Regions from separate parts of the Danio rerio genome. Here region 1 is linked to region 2. Evidence: chromatin contacts called from public Hi-C data. All regions are on one chromosome and are shown on one strand. Each heading gives the region's core, a stretch centred on a gene start, on an enhancer-like site or on the middle of the called end of the contact. The rest is flanking DNA. Distances are from core to core; before and after follow the strand shown.

What was found. A called contact is a pair of places that touch in the nucleus more often than the background predicts.
Region 1: a Hi-C map of hematopoietic stem cells shows a contact between it and region 2, with 1.6 times the contacts expected there. The contact joins the promoter of secisbp2l here to the promoter of usp8 in region 2. A contact is called at or near these places in 2 of 18 Hi-C or Micro-C datasets (caudal fin and hematopoietic stem cells).

What each region holds. Positions count from the first base shown.
Region 1 is chr18:466,111-471,876 of GRCz12tu, reverse strand. It overlaps secisbp2l (SECIS binding protein 2-like), which reads right to left and starts at 4,119. Exons shown (of 18, transcript XM_073930100.1): 1 at 3,985-4,119. The coding sequence starts at 4,005.
Region 2 is chr18:214,418-220,329 of GRCz12tu, reverse strand. usp8 (ubiquitin specific peptidase 8) reads right to left here and starts at 3,368. Exons shown (of 19, transcript XM_073930073.1): 1 at 3,242-3,368; 2 at 149-313. The coding sequence starts at 252. It overlaps gabpb1 (GA binding protein transcription factor subunit beta 1), which reads left to right and starts at 4,039. Exons shown (of 8, transcript NM_001077450.1): 1 at 4,039-4,063.

The sequences.
Region 1 (5,766 bases), core at 2,870-5,369, 250 kb before region 2:
TTGAAGAGATTTAGTCTGAAACAGAATGCCTGTGCACACATCTTATGACCCGTGATCAGAGAGATAACCTAATGACCAATAATTCTTGCCTAGAAATTGCAACATCCATGTGAAAGGAGAAAGCTTTTGTTAAAAGGTTTGGAAAAACCTGAAGGATAAGTTTATTAAAACCAAAAGAGGCCATGGCAAAAGTGGAGACAATCACAGGTACACAATCACAGAATATGTTTTTCCACCATGTATAGGTTTTACACTGATATATTTGGTTTAATTTAAAAAGTTTAAAAGTTACAGAACTATAATGAAGTCACAGAAGCATTTCTTTGATAACTGGGAAGGAATATTTAAACCTATCGGTTTACAATATACTGATGGTTCTAGGCTTTATTGGTGATAATGGTCAGGAATGTTGGACTATTATTGTCTTTTTAGCATAAGAAGAGGACAGAAACTAGCCAGACAATAATGTGTGAATTGTGGAGCGGGCTAAATCTAAAATCATCTGTATTTTTTAGTTAGTGTGTTTTTTTTTTGTGATAATAAAACATATATTTGTAGAATAGTTCATGTTCTGTTGTCATTTATTACAAATACAGAATATGTTTACCCACCGGTAACACTGATTTATATATTTGTGGAGCGGGCTAAATCAAAAAAAGAATCTTTTTCCAAAAAAATAATTTCTTTTTTTTTTTTTGCTTTTATTCTTGCCATAATAAAAATATATCTGTAGAGCAACCCATGATCTCTTGTGATTAATATAATAATAAACTTTAAATAGTAAAACTGTCCGAGATATGAACAAAAGCAGGTGATCTGATTTAAAAAAATCTTGAATGGTTTTAAAAATGCTAATAATCATTAAAATAATTTAGAAAAACAATAAAGAATCATTAGTTGAAAATATAAAAACGACATTATGAAATGACGTAGTTCCGGAAATGTTCTACTTTTCTGTTTATCCGTCTGACTTTACGTCAGTTTCTTTTGACCGCCCCCTGTTGTTTTAAAGAATATCACAACGGCGAAAGCAGCGAGTACAATAGCCTCGGCCGTTTCGCGACGTGCACGCACAGTCAGCGGAGGTATGCGATATGGCACCAGGCGAAAGTATAATTCCAGCTTTAAGGTGGGTGACACACAAGTATGGATGGTGGCAGCAAAAAAAAAGGTGGGCATGAGGAGCTTTTTTCAAAAAAATTATTTGGTGGAGTCCTAGATCCCCACCAATGTCAAGTGCAAGCCCACGCCTTTGCTCTATTATGGTTAAACTTAGCAGCATCTCCGCAAATCACACATGTTCTGTAGCACGCAGTTAACTGAAATTCACATAGGCATGGGATATAACAATGTTCGAGGTATAATGAGAGTTGGAAGAGTCAAGGACCTAAAACCGCCAAAATGTTCGGTAATACCGTTCCTAAGGTAGAAGTAAGATTTTTTATTTACATGTTTTGGAGTACAGCAGTATCTCCAGCGGAAACTATATCCAAAGATGTCATTTAAATTGTAAAGAAATCAGTGATTTTGAAACTAATGAAGACAGCAGAAGTCAATGATTTATTTGAATTATTCAGCTTGACATGTTTACTGCTTCAAAATATTAAAAAAATAAATATATTGTGTTCAAAGGGGACAAAAGCTTTAGTTTTTTACCCAGACAGTTAAAAAGATTGTATTTTAGAGCAGTGAGCACAATAACGTGATAATTATATCCAAGGTTATCATACCGTCAGAATCTTATACCGGTCCATGCCTACTCACACACAACATTTAATAGTCTGCGATGTGACTATTGCGGATGCACACGTTGCGATATCGATGCTGAAACCATATGTTGTGCAGCCCTAATGTATATGTTTTATCATTATTTCCCATTGTATAACCAATTAATCACACTCTTTAGCTAATATTTTAAAAACAGTGTTGTCCTTCAGTGTCGTCTGGAGCTTTAATTTTGACTGGATTCTGATTGGTTGTCAGTGTTTTATGCTTCATCCGCTGGCACAAATCCTTCTGACAGTGTTGATATCGTTCCTCAGTGTGTTTACTGCTGGGATCTCTGCTGTTCTTCAACACTGGCAAGCATTTTAACAATTATATCGTCATCATTACCTTTACAGTTATCGTGATTGTTGTGAATGGGCCTTTAAGACACCTTAACCTTCCCCTGAACCTAAAGGCATCATCTTTACTTTCACACTGAAGTTTAATTTGTATACAAGTTGCTGTGGTGAACAACATCCAATAACATAAACAACAACAACAACTAGTTTAGCAACACATTCACATACAATTAATGCCCACTTTCAAAACAAACAGACCTGTTAGAGATGACAAACACACACAAACACACTCACTTTGGAGAAGTAGTTCAGTGACAGGAGAAGAATCGCACAGGAAACAGCAGGAGAAACTCAGAAACTGATCTGACGACAGACAGAAACATCACACACACGCCAGCGATGTGATCAATGCAGAAAAACCTGCTGGATCAGGTCTGATCAGAAACCGGCTCATACATACACACACATACATATTTACATACTCACACACACACACACAAAATGCACAAACACAAACACACACTCTCTCATACACACAAAAACACAAAATACACACACACACACACGCGCACACACACACACATTCGCTCACATACAAACAAGCACACAAAAAAACACTCAAACACACACTTTCTCTTACCCAAACAAACACACTCTCTCACACACACACACACGCGCAATTGCTCACATACATACAAGCATACAAACAAAACATACACAAAAACACACTCTCTCTTATATACACAAACACAAAATACAAACACACACTATTTTCCACACACACACTCGCTCGCTCGCTTACATACAAACAAACAAACAAACATACATACATACACACACACACACACACACACACACACACACACACACACACACACACACACACACACACACAAACACACTCTCACACACGCATTGGCTCACATACATACAAGGGCACAAACAAAGCACACAACCACGCACTCTCTTACATACACAAACACAAAATACAAATACACACACACATTTACATACCTCTTACACACATACGCTCACATACATACAAGCACACAAACAAAACATACACAAACACACACTCTCTTACATACACAAACACAAAATACAAACACACACACAAACACACACATTCACTCACATACATACAAGCACACATACAAAATATACACGAACACGCACTCTCTCTTACCCACACAAACACAAAATACAAACACACACACAACACATACACACACTCTCTCTCACACACACACACACACCTCCAGACCATCCAGCAGCCAAGTTCACTGACGTTTTAGCATCGCTGTTAATGTAAACAGTCCAAAACAGCTCAAATCACAGCCGTTTGACTTAACAGCAGAGCTCGTGTTCAATCACCGCTGAGCTCTGATGATGGTCATAAAATAATAAACTCCAAACAGCACCTCAGAGCATCTCTTATGAGTGATTATCCTTCTGTTATTGTTTCTCGTCATATGTCAGCAGTGGATGATCAATACTGTTTCCTGATGGATCCTGCAGCCTCAGGTGTGCTGATACCCAACTCAACGCTATATTAATCACAGATTAACACCACTTAGAGCATAAGAGTAATAGCACAATACTGTAATAAGCGCTTATACCCGCTGCGCGACCCGTTATAACCGACGAGCGTGTTAATAATCGATGAGTCGCGGTAATTGATCATAACAGGAGCGTCATTGTTTTGATGCTCTCAACATCGCGTCAACGCTAATAAACCCATTACACACACTCCTGAAACACACCTAACGCTCACCTCACACACGAGCGAGCGTTTAACCGAGGAATTAATCGGTTATTCCGCCGTTACGGACTTTAATCCCGAGAGCGCTGCTAATGCTAAAGCTAACGCGACGCCAGCGGTTGTCGCCAGCGATTGTATGTCATTAAACCACATTACCTTCCTCTCGCCGCCGTCCATCTCGCTCCCTGACACCGGAACCGAGCCGTGCAGCTGTCAGGAGGCCGTGATAGCGCTCATGATCCGGTGCTGCTCCGGTTCTGAAGCCCGTCACCGACTGACTGACGCTCATCTGGGATGGAAGCCGCGGAGGGTCAGAATTAGCAACACGCAATGCTGCAACTCCGCTTGCTGCCGACAGAGGCGCTCGAGAGCAGAGCGATCATTCCTGGCGCTTTGAGGACATTTTGTCATAGATGATTTTATTTATATAACACTCCTGACAGTTATACAGTAAACTGATCATGTTAACATCATAACAAATCCGACACAGTTTAATATATGCTATGTGTTTTGTGTGTATTTGCGGTGGTGAATTGCATTATCATGTGCTGCTCTGTCCATTTTTAATATTGAAAATTTTACTCTACAGTTTAGCAAAGTGATTTTATTGACATTTTAGAAGTTTGAGATTATTTAAGAGATAATATCTAGAGAAATATGTCTGTAAAATAACAAAAAATGTGCTGCAGTTTATTACAAGGTTTCTGATGCGTAATCTACAACACCAACACACACAATAGCACTGCACACTACCACACATGATAATGAAAGTCACTTTTTTAGTAGTTGTTGGAAGAAAGATCAGGATCCCATAATGCAAATCAGAAGCAAAAAACAAACAGGAAAAATAAAGACATGAAGCACAGAATATGGAAAACTGCTGATTTATGGATACTGTATGTTTTGCAGTGAAGGATTACTCATTCAGTTTCACTCATACTCATATAGGCTCGTAGCTAGAGGGGGGTTCGGGTGGTTTGAAAGACCCACCGCCCACTAATAAGAGGTCCAGAATTTGTCCCATACATGAGCTCATTTGTCTTATTTTGACTGCTATGCAATCATAAATTGTGAAGGCATCAAAAAAAGGCTTCCAATAAATGCGAATAATTATAGTCCAACGCCCAGTCCAAAAAAAACATCGAATCTGACGTAAGTGAAGTCATGTTTACTACAGTAACTTTTATTTTTGAATCTCCTTATTCTTGAAAGAAAAAAAAATTACGATTTAAAGCACCAAAAGCAGCATATTAAATATAATATTATTATATTAAATGTTATTTTTTATATCAATTAGGCTGTTTTTATTATTCATGAACTTACAAAATTGACTTTTTTTTGCAAAAAAGATTAGAAAATTCAAGAAGCTCTATGTTTATAATATTAATGTTTGATTTTTTATTATGCAGATGGCCAAATTCAGACTGAGCACAGTTGAATGTGCTGGCCTGTTGGTTATTTGGCCAATTAATGACATCAGGCTGCAGTTTTTTCATTCATTCATTCATTTTCTTTTCGGCTTAGTCCCTTTATTAATCTGGAGTCACCACCGCGGAATGAACCACCACCTTATCCAGCACATGTTTTACGCAGTGGATGCCGTTCCAGCTGCAACCCGTCACTGGGAAACACCCATACACACTCATTCACACTCATACACTATAGACAATTTAGCCTACCTAGTTCCCCTATGGCGCATGTGTTTGGACTGTGGGGGAAACCAGAGCACCCGGAGGAAACCCACGCCAACACGGGGAGAACATGCAAACTCCACACAGAAACACCAACTGACCCAGCTGAGACTCAAAAAAGGGACCTTCTAGCTGTGAGGTGAATGTCCAACCCACCACGCCACCGCACTGCCTAAAGCGGAATAATAATTATGATAAATATAATTATAGTAATTTGTATGTATTTGCTTTGAACTCTTTTATATGC
Region 2 (5,912 bases), core at 2,119-4,618:
TTTATTAATTCAAGATTTTACAATTAATTTCCATTTTCAATCATGCTAATGAGACTGATGCATTTCACAGTGTAATACGTGTGTGTGTGTGTGTGTGTGTGTGTGCGCGCAGTGCCGTTTGACACAGGAGCTGCTGGTTTGCACTCACTGTCTGGTGCTGCTCTTGTCCGGCTTGATTTCTGCCTTCTTGTTCAGATCTCCGAGTGACGTGGACAGATAGAGATCCTTCAATCCGCTGGACACGGACGGCATCTTCAGCTCATATTCCTGCTGGACACCGAAGCCTCAGGTCTCACACACACACACACACACACTGAGGAAGAAACACACACACAGATAATCACAAGCCGTGTGAAGCAGCCGTCTGCCATGTCTGAATCTGTTGATGGTGATGCACAGGCGTAGCTCTGTCGTATGATTATAGCATGCATATTTATTTAAATAGAAATATCATCATCACGACACTCAACAACAATATTGCACATCCCATATTTCCCGGGGCGGGATCACACAGCTCTAACCCAAAGCTTTTCATTTAAAGGCCGTGTGAATAGATGTTATCAGTAGTGTTCAGGATATCTCTAATCTAGAGTCTCCACAACTGACCATATCCACGATGTACACATCTCCAGTCTGCAGTGGGTCTCGTCCTCTTAAATGCATCATCCATGATCTTCTGACCAATCAAATGCTCTCCATTGTCTGACATGCCCCGCCCCTTATTCTCATTGGCTGTTTATTTAATGTGTTTGAGCTCAACCACTTTTACTGGCAGATCTGGGAGAAATACACAATGCTATTGGCTGGTTTTTAAAAGGGGAGGGGCTACTGTATGCCCCACCCTCTTTGCATGTTTCAGTTCAGATTCTGTCATTCATTCATTTTCTTTTCGGCTTAGTCTCTATTAATCAGGGGTCGCCACAGCGGAATGAACCTCCAACTATTCCAGCATATGTTTTACGCAGCGGATGACCTTATAGCTGCAACCCATTACTGGGGAAGAGATTGTCAAACATGGAATGTTTAAACTATTTGGGCACAAGAAATTAAAATGTTTGCAGCTTTAACAATAACAAATAACTGTATTTACAGTAATAAACTCTGTAGCTTTAACAAAAGTGAATTATATTTATGTGTACAGCAAAGACTGCAGTAGTCAAGTGGATCATATATGCTATGAATGAGTGTTGAATAGATTTGATTTAAATGTTGACAATATGACCATTTAATTATATTATTATATTAATTATATGATCTGTTAGCATGTTATGTTGCATTCATTTATTATTTAATTTAATTTGGCATACATATTTTCTTTTGCGTTTGGTTTTAGCAGAGTGTCTGCAGGTTTCAGCAAGTTAAATTTAAGACTTCAAGACATTTTTAAGATCATGATGAATGAATATCCAGACTCTTGGTGTTTCTGTGTGGAGTTTGCATGTTCTCCCCGTGTTGGTGTGGGTTTCCTCCGGGTGCTCCGGTTTCCCCCACAGTCCAAACACATGCGATTCCAGGTGAATTGGGTAAGCTAGATATTGTCCATTGAATGGGTGTGTGTGGATGTTTCCTAGTACTGGGTTGCAGCTGGAAGGGCATCCGCTGCATAAAACATATGCTAGATAAGTTGGCGGTTCATTCCACTGTGGCGACCTCAGATTAATAAAGGGACGAAGCCAAAAAGAAATAAATAAATGAATGTTTCAGTTATTCTGAGCAAAATATTTTAGATATTGTCAAAGTAAGCTCTAGTGCTGTCCATACACTTTTCATCAACTTTTCCTAATAAGAATAAAAACTAATTTGGAATAAAAGTTTAAATGTTTTAAAAACTATAATCAAGTAAATGTAGGCACACCCGTCTGTCCAGGTCAGCTTCAGCAGTAATTACATGGAAAACATTTAAACCAATGTTATTGTAAGGAACATAATTAACCTTATATGGTAAACAGAGTTCAAAAGTACTTTCTTAAATAAAGTGTTTTATTATTTATTTATTGGATGAGTGTTGGCCCGATTGGGTACACCTGAACAAAAAAAATTAAGACTTGTTTAAAAAAGATTTAAGACAATATTTCGACTTTTTAAGGCCTAAAATATAGTTTTTGAGATTAAAGTCTTTTTAAGAGCCTGCAGATACCCTGTTTAACATTTAAGGATAACAGAATCTCCAGCACAAAAGAGATGCAACATGCCATTTTAAATGATGTAATTAAATAGTTATTAATGAAATCTGAATTTAGAAATCTAATGTCGACAGCAGGAGTCAGTGATTTATTATTTTTCAGCCCGACATCTTCACTGCTCGAATATATTTCAGCATTTCCCTAAATAAACTATACTGTGTTCAAAGCGGAAAAAGATGTTGTTTTTATCCAGACATTTGAAAAGAATATATTTTATATTAATCCAAGGTTATCATACTGTCAGAATCTTATACCAGCACATGCCTAGAGTGTTTATATATGAGCAGAATTATTGTTTTTTTTCCCAATTTCTGATTAATGGAGAGCAGATTTCACAACACATTTCCTCTTCTCCATGATGACAGCACATAATATTAGACTAGATATTCTTCAAGACACTAGTGTTCAGCTTACAGTGACATGTAAAGTCTTCACTAGGGTAATTAGGGTAAAGTTAGGGTAATTAGGCAAGTCATTGTATAACAGTGGTTTGTTCTGGAGACTATCCAACACTAATATTGCTGAAGAGGAGAATAATATTGAGCTTAACATGACTTTAACACTATTAAACACTGCTGTTATTCTAGCCCAAATAAAACACATCAGACTTTCTCCAGAAGAACAGATATTAGAGGAAACACTGAGAACAACTCCTGAATCTGCTCAACATCATCTGGGAAATATTAATAGCTATAATACATATAGGTAAATGTAACAGTGTGTAATGAGTTGTGTTTTTGGCTGATGGCAGGCTCTGGGGAAGCGGTCAGTGAGTGTATAGTGCTGAACAGCTCCTCAGTCCTCCTGTTATCATGCTAATATCGCGGTGTTTATATCCGTGTCGTCTGTCTCAGATCTGTCAACAGCACTGCTCATGTCAACACACAGAGTAATGGCGAAAGCAGGAGAGGAGAACAACAACAATCAGAGCTGATCTCAGAGCTGCCGGAGGGTCACGAGACTGATGACAGATCAGATTCACAAACACACTCAATAATGCAGCATTTCTGCTTATTAATCATCGCCTGACCGCAGCCCAGCGCTCCAACTCACCTCACATACACCGCCTGCCCCGCAAACACGCCGAAATCCGCCGAGAGCCGCAGCTGAGCGCCGAGAAGTGAAGTTTATTCAGGATAATGACAGAAACAGGCTGAAACTGCTCGATCAAACGCGGAAGTGACTGCATTCAAACAGCGGAAGCTTTATTTAAACGCACACATGCGCCAGCGTTTCACTTTCACACACACACACACACACACAGCTTATTTTATAGCCTTAAACTTGCTCACTTTTGAATAATTTATTATTAGTATCTGTATTTGACTCATGTCTTGAACATACTATTATTATTTTTTCGCTTTTTTTTAAAATTAATTTAGCACTCATTTATTTCTGTTTACACACAGAGACAGGTAAACACACACTGACGGTGTTTATCGGCTGTTTAAACGTGTTTTGCTGGCTTCTTGCCCATGAATCGTGTGTGTGTGTGTGTGTGTGTGTTATCGTCAGCTCTGTAAGCTCGCATTACTCTGAGCTCGTCTGTACTTTTATGAGTATGATCATATCGGGTGTCTGATCAGCTGACTCGCGCATGCGCAGTGCACTCGGCCGCTCAACACTCGTTAGCTATTAGTTATACAAATATAATTTTTCATAAAATAGAAACACACGAATTACTCAGTAATACTAAACTGGTCCTCGCTAGAGCAGTGTGTGTGTGTTTATCTCATTATTTACTTTATTTATCATATTTATCTTTTTGTCAGCCTGTGCCCGCGCATTGACGCCCGCGCGCGTGCCCGCTCTATTATTGTCATCCCGGGGTTTTCAGCTCGGTTTCGGGCGGATTCGGTTCTGCAGGCTCTGCTCGGACGGTAAGAAGCACATAAATTCGTGATCGCGTCCGCCGGATGTGGAAGTTTGTGGGGTTTTAATATTTCCTCTTCCCCCGGAACAGCAGCGATTTCCTGTTTATCGCGTTTAACGGGCCGCTGCGTCACGCTCGCCGGCGGAGACTATAGTGCAGATCTGCTGTACATCACAGCGCGTTATACAGCAGACCATCAGTACATCCACTGCAGAATAACGCGATTATCAATCTGATCAAGCTCATTAACACAGCGCTGATCACCATGATCGATCTGAAGCAGCGACACAGAGACTGCAGCTCATTACAGTGCAGCAGCAGCTCAGCACACTGTGTGTGTTATAGTGCCATTATCCTGAAGGGGATGCCTGTCTCTGATAATGACATGTTCTCATGCTGAACTGCTGTTGGAGAACAGCACTAGAGTTCGGTCTGCATTAGGGAATGAGTGAGCAGTGCTGTTATCATCACGCTGGATCTGATCATCTGTATGCTCTGATTATTGATTATTGACCACTGACTGTGATTTAAAGGGACAGTTCACACATATAGTTCTGTCGTTATTTACCTGTGAGAGTATGATGAACATTAATGCAGATATTCTGAGTATTGCTGGATCAACAGACATCATCTTCATCCATTCATTTCCTTCAGCTGAGTGCCTTTATTAATCAGGGGTCGCCACAGCGCAATGAACCGCCCAGACATTAACCTCTGCAGTGTTTTTGTTCCTGCTGTGGGTGTCCGTGTGTGTTTTTCCAGCATTCTTCAGAGTAATGTTGAACAGAAGAAAGACACTAAGGGTTTGCAGGCATGACAGTGTGAGGAAGCGATGAGGAGATGCTCATGTGTGCTGCACTGTGCCTGTAGTTAAGACTCATTAATCAGTGAGATTACGACTGTTAAATAAAAAATCTATTTTTAAAATGTACTTTACATTATAGTGTGCATTAGCCACAGTTATTAGGAGGGCAGTTTCTTTAGGTTGTTTTTAGACACATCTTTAGTACAGCGTTTAATTTGTGCTCATCACTGTCATTTCTAATCATTCTGCTTAATTATTGCTGTATTGATTATTGCGGTGTGACTTTGGGCTTGTTGCTGGGATTTTATGTAAGCTTGTTCTGGTTTGTGTTGCGTCTTCATGTTGTTATCAGGGCTGCACGCTATAGAAAACATGTACACTGCGAAATATCATTTTTGTGGTTTATTTTCAAGATAATTTGATTAATACTTTTAGATCGATTGTGATGATTTTGTGGGGAAGTGCAAAAATACTCCAAGCAGAGATAAACAGAGCAAATATGCAAATGATTGAGTCGATCAGTATACAGATACAGAAATACAATAATCTGCAATAAAGCTGTATATTCTTCATCCTGTAAATAGTTCAACACCATCACACTCTGTTAAAGCGGCAGACATCATTCACTTATTTTCTTTTTGGCTTAGTCCCATTATTTATCAGGGGCCCCACAGCAGAATGAACCGCCAACTATTCCAGCATGTTTTACATAGCGGATGCCCTTCCAGCTGCAACCCAGTACTGGGAAACACCTATATACACTCATTCACACACACACACACACCATGGCTAATTTAGTTGTTCAATTCCCCTGTACACATGCAAACTCCACACACAAACGCCAACTGACCCAGCCGGGACTCAAACCAGCGACCTTTCTGCTGTGAGGCCATGGTGCTAACCACTGCGCCACTGTGATGCCCACATAATAATTCTTTGTGCACAAATGCTTTAAACTCACTTAAAGTGTTTACACAGACCTTAAAACACAAGCAATTGATAAATACTTCACTTTACTATGGTTAAACTGTTGAACCCGGGGTCCTCGCTT